Regions from separate parts of the Sus scrofa genome. Here region 1 is linked to region 2. The links are chromatin contacts, called in public Hi-C maps. All regions are on one chromosome and are shown on one strand. Each heading gives the region's core, a stretch centred on a gene start, on an enhancer-like site or on the middle of the called end of the contact. The rest is flanking DNA. Distances are from core to core; before and after follow the strand shown.

Region 1 (3,517 bases), core at 779-3,278, 66 kb before region 2:
CAGAGGAAAGAATGGCACATGTGTGTTCTTGACAGTTTGTTTATGTTTGAAAATTCTAGAAATAACCTACATGTCCAACAAAGAGAACTGGTTAAATAAACAACGGTTCTGCTATACAGAGAAACACCATATAGTAAAAAATAAGGCAATACAGGTATTACCGGTTGTTGGCCAGAGAGAGCACCGCGTGGCTGGAGACAATGACAGCAGGTTTTTTAAGACATACTTTTTTCAATCCCTGGCCCAGGAACTTCCACAGGCCATGAGTGAGGCCATAATAACAATAACAACCACAACAATAATGATAAAATGTCGGCGTTCCTGTCCTGGCTCAGTGGAAATGAATCTGACTGGTATCCATGAGGACGCAGGTTCAATCCCTGGCCTCGTTCAGTGGGTTAAGGATTGAGCATTGCCGTGAGCTGTGGTGGAGGTCGCAGATGTGGCTCCGATCTAGCATTACTGTGGCTGTGGTACAGACCAGTGGCTACAGCTCCAATTTGAACCCTAGCCTGGGAACCTCCATATGCCATGGGTTTGGCCCTAAAAAGACAAAAATAAAATACCATTAAAAATAAAATATATTTTTTGATAACGCTGTAATTTTTTTATCTGCGTGAGCACATTTAACACTCAAAATTAAAAAATGAAAACTTCATCTGTACGAACATGTGATAGATCTTATCGGCTGTCCTGGGATGATGTACACAACGTTGAGTCAAAAAGAAGCGACTGACGTTGGAGAGAATATCACCTCATTTACGTAAGACGGTATATCACACGCTGAAAACACAGGAATATATTAAGTATAGATAGTTACCTCTGCAACGATGCTCCAATTTGACGACAGAAAAAAGAACTTAGAGATGACTTTTACTTTTTGCTACCCACTTTTTTTTTTTTTTTGGCCACACTTGCAGCATGCAGAAGTTCCCAAGTCAGGGAACTGAACTCGTTTACCCCTGCAGTGACAGTGATGAGTCCTTAACCCAATGCACCACAAGGGAAATCCTGAAATCCCTTTCCTTTTGGGGGGGGGTAGTCTTTTTAGGGCTGCATGGGCAGAACAGGAGTTTCCCAAGCTAGGGGTCGAATCAGAGCTACAGCTGCCATCCTACACCACAGCCACAGCAACACCAGATTTGAGCCACATCAGAGACCTACTACAGCTTGCAAGTGATGCCGGATCCTCAACCCACTGAGCAAGGCCAGGGATTGAACCCACATCCTCATGGATGCTAGTCAGGTCTGCTGAGCCATAACGGGAACCCCCTGAAATCCCTTTCTTTAAAAGAGAAATCAGGAGTTCCAAAAAAAAAAAAAAAAAAAAAAAAAAAAGAAAGAAAAAAGAAAGGAGTTCCCATTGCGGTTGAGCAGCTTAAGAACCTGACTCCTGACTAGTATCCATGGGATGCCGGGATTCGATCCCTGATCTTGCTCAGTGGGTTAAGGACCCAGCGTAGCTGCAAGCTGCGGAGTAGGTCACGGAATGTGGGTTGGATCTGGTGTTGCTGTGGCATAGGGTGGCAACTGCACCTCTGACGTGACCCCAGCCCAGGAATTTCCACATGCCACAGGTGCCATGAATAATAATACTAAAAGAAAAATCAAAACGACGTCTTTGATAATGTGGTAAGGATTAAATGGATCAATGGCTATCGGTCGCTTATCCCGGCCTCGTACATAACGACAAGTACTGAATAATTTACTCCTATTTTGCCCAGAACACAGCGGATGAGACTTTCACCGCTGCTGCTGTTCGCCTCCGCGCCACGCGGTGCGCTGTCGCCTCCGGGCTGGCCGGGCCGGGGACGGGGCGCCGGACGTTCGTCTAGCTGCGGCCTCCGCCATCCCGGACGCAGGCCCGCTCCACCCACCCAGTGCGGCTGCTTCGTGCAGCTTTAGAAGCCGACGCGCTCGCTGGGACACCGAGCCCCTTACCTCCTCAGGCGCCCCACTGAATCAACCGTATTCTCGAGGGCGTCTTCATCTCGGAAACGCTAAAGTCGGCGTCTTCCGGAGCAGCCGGCCTCGCCCCGTGACCTCAGACGTTCACTTCCGGGGATACGGACGTGACCCGTCGCCCCGCCTCCTCCCACTCTCTCTTTCCGGTGGCGGAGTCTGAAGGCGACGCGCAGGTAGGCTCCCTGGGCCGGGACAATCGAGCGGCATCCTGCGGCCTGGGGGCCCAGCGAGATTCGGGGCGCGGGCCTGAGGTTTTGCCGCGAAAGCCAAGCCAGGTGCGGGGCGGGAGGCGCGCGGCGGGTCGATGCAGACTCTGGTTGGCGCTGTCTCGGAGGCGGAGGTTTTGGCTCGGAACCGCCTGTAACGCGGGGTCCGCTCGGGGCCGGGCCCAGGGGCACAGCCACCTCCGCCGGGCCACGGCGGGGGGCGGGGAGGAGCGGGAACGTCGTCCCGGGAGCGAGCCTCGGGTCTCCCGCTTGTTTTCGGTCTGGGAAGTTGGGGTAATTGCCGCACGGGTCCCGTGGGGTCTTGGGACGGATTCGGGGCGGGAAGGCAGGGGACGCGGCCCCTTCGTGGGCGGTTCCTGGATCAGTGATGCCAGGGCGGGCGCTGCACGTGGCGGCTGCAGGGCGGCGTCGAAGCCGGGAAGGGGCCGCAGCCGCTGGGGAGGCCGCGCGGCCTGGGGGGCGGCCGAGCGAGTGCGCGCGCCCGCGCTCCTTCCCGGAGCCGGGGCTGTTCCTCTGCCGCAGAAATGGCACCGCGCAAGGGGAAGGAGAAGAAGGAGGAGCAGGTCATCAGCCTCGGCCCGCAGGTGGCTGAAGGGGAAAACGTGTTCGGCGTGTGTCACATCTTCGCGTCTTTCAATGACACTTTCGTCCATGTCACCGATCTCTCGGGCAAGTGAGTATCAGGAGAGGCCCAGGCCCCCGCTCGCAGGGCCTGGGGTTAGAAGGGGGGGAAGGGACCCCGGGGCTGGGCGGCAGGTGGAGGGTCTCTTGTGAGAATTGGAGCGAGCGTTCACTCAAGGAAGGTGTGGCCTCCGGGTCCCGGGGTGTAAGAGGAGGCACGTGTGTCCCTCAGCGGCTTCCCAGCCTGGGGGGGGTCTCTAAACCCTCGGGGTGTCCTGGCACTTACAGGGGCGCTGGTGGCCTGGCGTCACCCCGGCGGCAGGTCTCGCTGTCTCGGCTGGCTGTCCTCGTGTGCAGGGGTTGGAGCGGCCGGTGCGGCGGGTCACACGTGTCTCAGGCCTCTGGAGCCTGTCCCCGCAGAGCTCGCGGCTTTCCGGTCCCCGGCGGGGACGCCTGCCGGCCCCGAGCGGCGGTGCGTCTGTTGGGGCCTGACGGACACTCTGCAGCCTCGCGGGTGAGAGAGGACCCTGTGCTTTTGTCCCCAGGGAGACCATCTGTCGCGTGACGGGCGGGATGAAGGTGAAGGCCGACCGGGATGAGTCCTCTCCGTACGCCGCTATGCTGGCTGCCCAGGACGTGGCCCAGCGCTGCAAGGAGCTGGGCATCACTGCCCTCCACATCAAGCTCCGGGCCACGGGCGGGAA
Region 2 (3,543 bases), core at 946-3,445:
ACAATATGGCGGTGAGAGGAACCCTTGAGAGAGTAGGGGGGAATGTTCCAGGCCAGCATTTATCCCCCACCGCCCCAGCCGCCCCAGCACGTTCCAGGCTTGGGGCCACCAGCCAGGACTTCCCCATCTCCGACCTTTGAAAAGGCCGGGCTGGTCCATCTCCCAGGACGGTTCGAACCACAGCCCAGACACTCGCACAGTCCACGCACCTGCCGGCAAGAGACCGGAACCAAAGGGCACCAGTCCTCTGGGAGCAGCAGAGGCCCTGGATCAGAGGCCTGCTCTCCCTGCAAATGTCAAGAGCCCGGGGTGTCAGGTGCCCCAAGGAGGCTGAGTGAGCAGTGCCAGGGGTCTGGGCAGTGAGGCCAGGAGGGGCACCTGCAGTCAGGGAAGCGCCTGCTACCTGGAGCGGCTACTCTTCACCTCTGCCAACGCCAGGGTCTTTCTAACACAGGGTGACCGCAGTGCCCACAGCAGTCGCTGCTGTCAGGCCCGAATGAGACAACCTAGGCAGTGCCCCACACGTCAGCAGCAGCAGGGAGACCTCGAGTGTCACTTTCACGCTCCTGGGCCCCAGGCACACGGCCTCCTCGCTGCTCCTCACAGGGTCTGGAACCCCTCCCTCAGGGCTTGCTCATCTAGAAGGCTCTCTCCTGCCAACTGCAGGGCTCACTTCCTCGCGTCCTTCAAGTAGCCTTCTCAGTGAGTGGCCCTGGGCCCCTGCCGGCCTTACTTGGACCGCAGCTACAAACACCCCACACACTGTTCCATTAACCTAAAAAAAACAGTCACCCGCCTGCTCCTGCTGGAAGTGTGCTCCGGGAGTGCAGGGTACCTTTGCCCAGGCAAACGCCGGGAGAAGATGGGGTCGCTCCTGCCCGCTTGTCCATATCAAGTGGTGTTAAGGAAAAGGCCACTGAGGTCGAGAGAGGATTAGGAGAGGCACAGACGTTGTCCTGGGGCCGTCCCCCCGTCAGTCTCGAGCATCAGGACCAGAGAGCCTGCGCCACAGCTGAAGGGACACTGACTCGTGGGGTCAGAAGCCACCATACCAGCTGCAAACCTTCCAGTGGCTTTGGCACCCCTTCCAATGAGACCCAAGGGAAGCTGCCATCAGCTCCCCAACCTCTGCCTCCCCAGGGAACCCTCTCCCCCTGCACGCCACACTTCAGCCCCCAGAAAACTTTCCAGAGGCCTCTGCTGGGTGGACCCACCTCCCTTCTCTCAGATCTCACAGCAGCATCCACCTCCGCAGGAAAGCTGCCCTGGGTGTCCCCACAAGGGCGTCTGCGGTCCTGCCTTAGCACCTGTGCCTCATTCCCGGCACGTAAGGCAGTGTTAAGGTGCAGAACTTTAGGGGTTCTTTGATTCATCCGCTACCGGATTTAGACTCCAGGACGGCGGCTGGGGGCCGTGCCCACCCTGAACGCCAGATTAACAGCTGCACGAAGAAGGGATGAAGTAAGAAAGGACCACACCACGAGTTCGAGTCCCAAAGCTATCCCACTCGGGACGGCAGGCTAAGGGCCTGGGCTCCAGCTCAACCAGGGCGCCTCCGGCCCCTTCTCTCCGTGCTCTGCCCCCTCCAGGGCGGGTCCTAATCCACTCCTCGGACTCGCAGCAGCCTTCTCGCTCTAGGGGGCCGCGCCGAGCCACGTGGCCCGAGACTCGGGAAACTTTAAACGGCCGCTCCCAGGAAGGGGGTGGAGGTAACGGGCGCGGGAATTCTAAAGCGCTACGCGTCCGATCTCGCGTCCGGGCCCGCCCACTGCGCAGAGGGGAAACTGAGGCCCAGGGGAACCAGAGCCGCGCGGGTGGGAGGCAGAGGCTGCGGCTCCTTCGGCGGCCCTGGCCGCGTCCTGGCGCACCTCGGGATCCGGCGCCGGGCGCCCGCCAGGCGGCCAGAGCAGGGGGCGCGGGCCCCTCGCCCTCGATCTTGCACGCGGCCCTCGCACACGGCCCGCGCACGCTTACCTGGCCGCTCTGCTCCTTCACTTCCCGCGCCGCGCGCACATAGCCCGCCTGCAGCAGATGCTGGTAGATCAGGGGAAGCAGCTCCCGCCGCTTCCTGGCCTCTGCCATGCCGGCGACCCCAGGCCGGTCGGCTTACCTGCACGCCCCCTCGGTCCCCGCCCGCCACTTCCCTCGTGCCCTTAGACCTCGCGCTCTCTACTTCCGGCTCCTCTTCGGGGCGGGGGGGGGGCGCCGCGCGGCCTGCCGGGATTTGTAGTCTCGTCTCCGGAAGGGGCCGGTCCCGCCCCGATGGGTGAAAGGGGCGGGGCAAGGAGGGCAGGGAGACCTCTCATTGGTAGGGGCGTGGTCAGACCCGGACCCGCCCCTGGGCCTCTGAGATTTGAATGACTCCGGGTGAAATCCTTCAGACTCGCTCCTCAAAGGGATCGGCCGTCAGTTTAGCTGTCTCTGAACTTCCCAGTCCGTATCTCTCTCTAGACCCGAACTTTCAGCTCCCCACTCATTTATTCACTTCGCATTTTTTAGAAACCCTGAACCGAGTAGTAATTGAAATTGTTCTTTCATTCAGTGAACCACTAGTCACTGAGCATCATTCCTTGAGCTAGTGCTTGGCCAGAATCCGGGGGATAGAAAGATGGATAGGATACGGAAGCTGCCCTCAAAGCTCACGGGGAAAGAGGGACAGTCGGTAACCCAGCAGCTATGGTTCAATGTCTCCTATGCCTTGTCCTGGACAGGCACGCCTGTGGGAGAAAGAAGGACGGGTCCCTAACCCCAAGGAGAGGTCTAAGCTGAGGCTTAACGATGCTGTGGGGATTTCTAGGTGCAGAAGAGAAGGCTGGCATTGCAGGCACAGGGCATGCAGGAGTGTAGAAGGAGAAACCACCCCGGTCCAGGCTGGGAAACCCACACATGAGCCCCCGGGAGTGCTGACGTACTGTAAGGTGGGGAGGGTGAGGGAACAAGGGGGACGCGAAAGGATGGAGACGTTAACAGGGCCCAGAGCACCCTTCCCCCAGCCGGAGCTTGCACTTTGCTCCAAGGGCAGTAAATACCCTCGGGTGGTTGTGTTCAGAAGGGTGATCTGGGTTTGTAAAAGATTGCTATGACCAAAGCACGGGGGATGGATCTGTGGAGCACAGAACTAGATGTAGTTGTGGGGGGAGGTTTTCAGGGAGAGGGTGAGCTGGACTGGGGATATCTGAATCGGCTGTTCCTCGCGTCATGGATCTTGTGGAGTTCCCTGGCAGCGTGGCGGGTGAAGAATCTGGTGTCACTGCCGTGGTGGGGGTTTAATCCCTGGCCCGGCAACTTCCACATGAGAACTAACTTCCGCAAAGGCGTTTCTGCGTGGTGCAAAAGCACAGCCAAGGGGAAAAAAGCTCCTAACTTGACACTTAGTGGATCCATTGAGAAACTGAGGATAGCATAAACCACCTAATTTTTTTTTCTTTTTGGTCTTTTGTCTTTTTAGGGGGTACAACCACGGCATATGGAAGGGGTGCCCATGCTAGGGGTCAAATCAGAGCGAAAGCCACAGCCACAGCAACATGGGATCCGAGCCGCATC

Evidence for each region. Hi-C and Micro-C count contacts between places; a contact is called where the count stands out from the background.
Region 1: a contact with region 2 is called in a Hi-C map of liver, with 4 times the contacts expected there. The contact joins the promoter of NDST1 here to the promoter of TCOF1 in region 2. A contact is called at or near these places in 1 of 5 promoter capture datasets (liver) and 3 of 47 Hi-C or Micro-C datasets (blood, heart right ventricle and liver).

The regions. Positions count from the first base shown.
Region 1 is chr2:151,432,436-151,435,952 of Sscrofa11.1, reverse strand. NDST1 (bifunctional heparan sulfate N-deacetylase/N-sulfotransferase 1) reads right to left here and starts at 2,028. Exons shown (of 15, transcript XM_021085025.1): 1 at 1,942-2,028. It overlaps RPS14 (40S ribosomal protein S14), which reads left to right and starts at 2,002. Exons shown (of 5, transcript XM_021085027.1): 1 at 2,002-2,138; 2 at 2,715-2,865; 3 at 3,359-3,517. The coding sequence starts at 2,717.
Region 2 is chr2:151,366,916-151,370,458 of Sscrofa11.1, reverse strand. TCOF1 (treacle protein) reads right to left here and starts at 2,195. Exons shown (of 24, transcript XR_002342026.1): 1 at 1,975-2,195.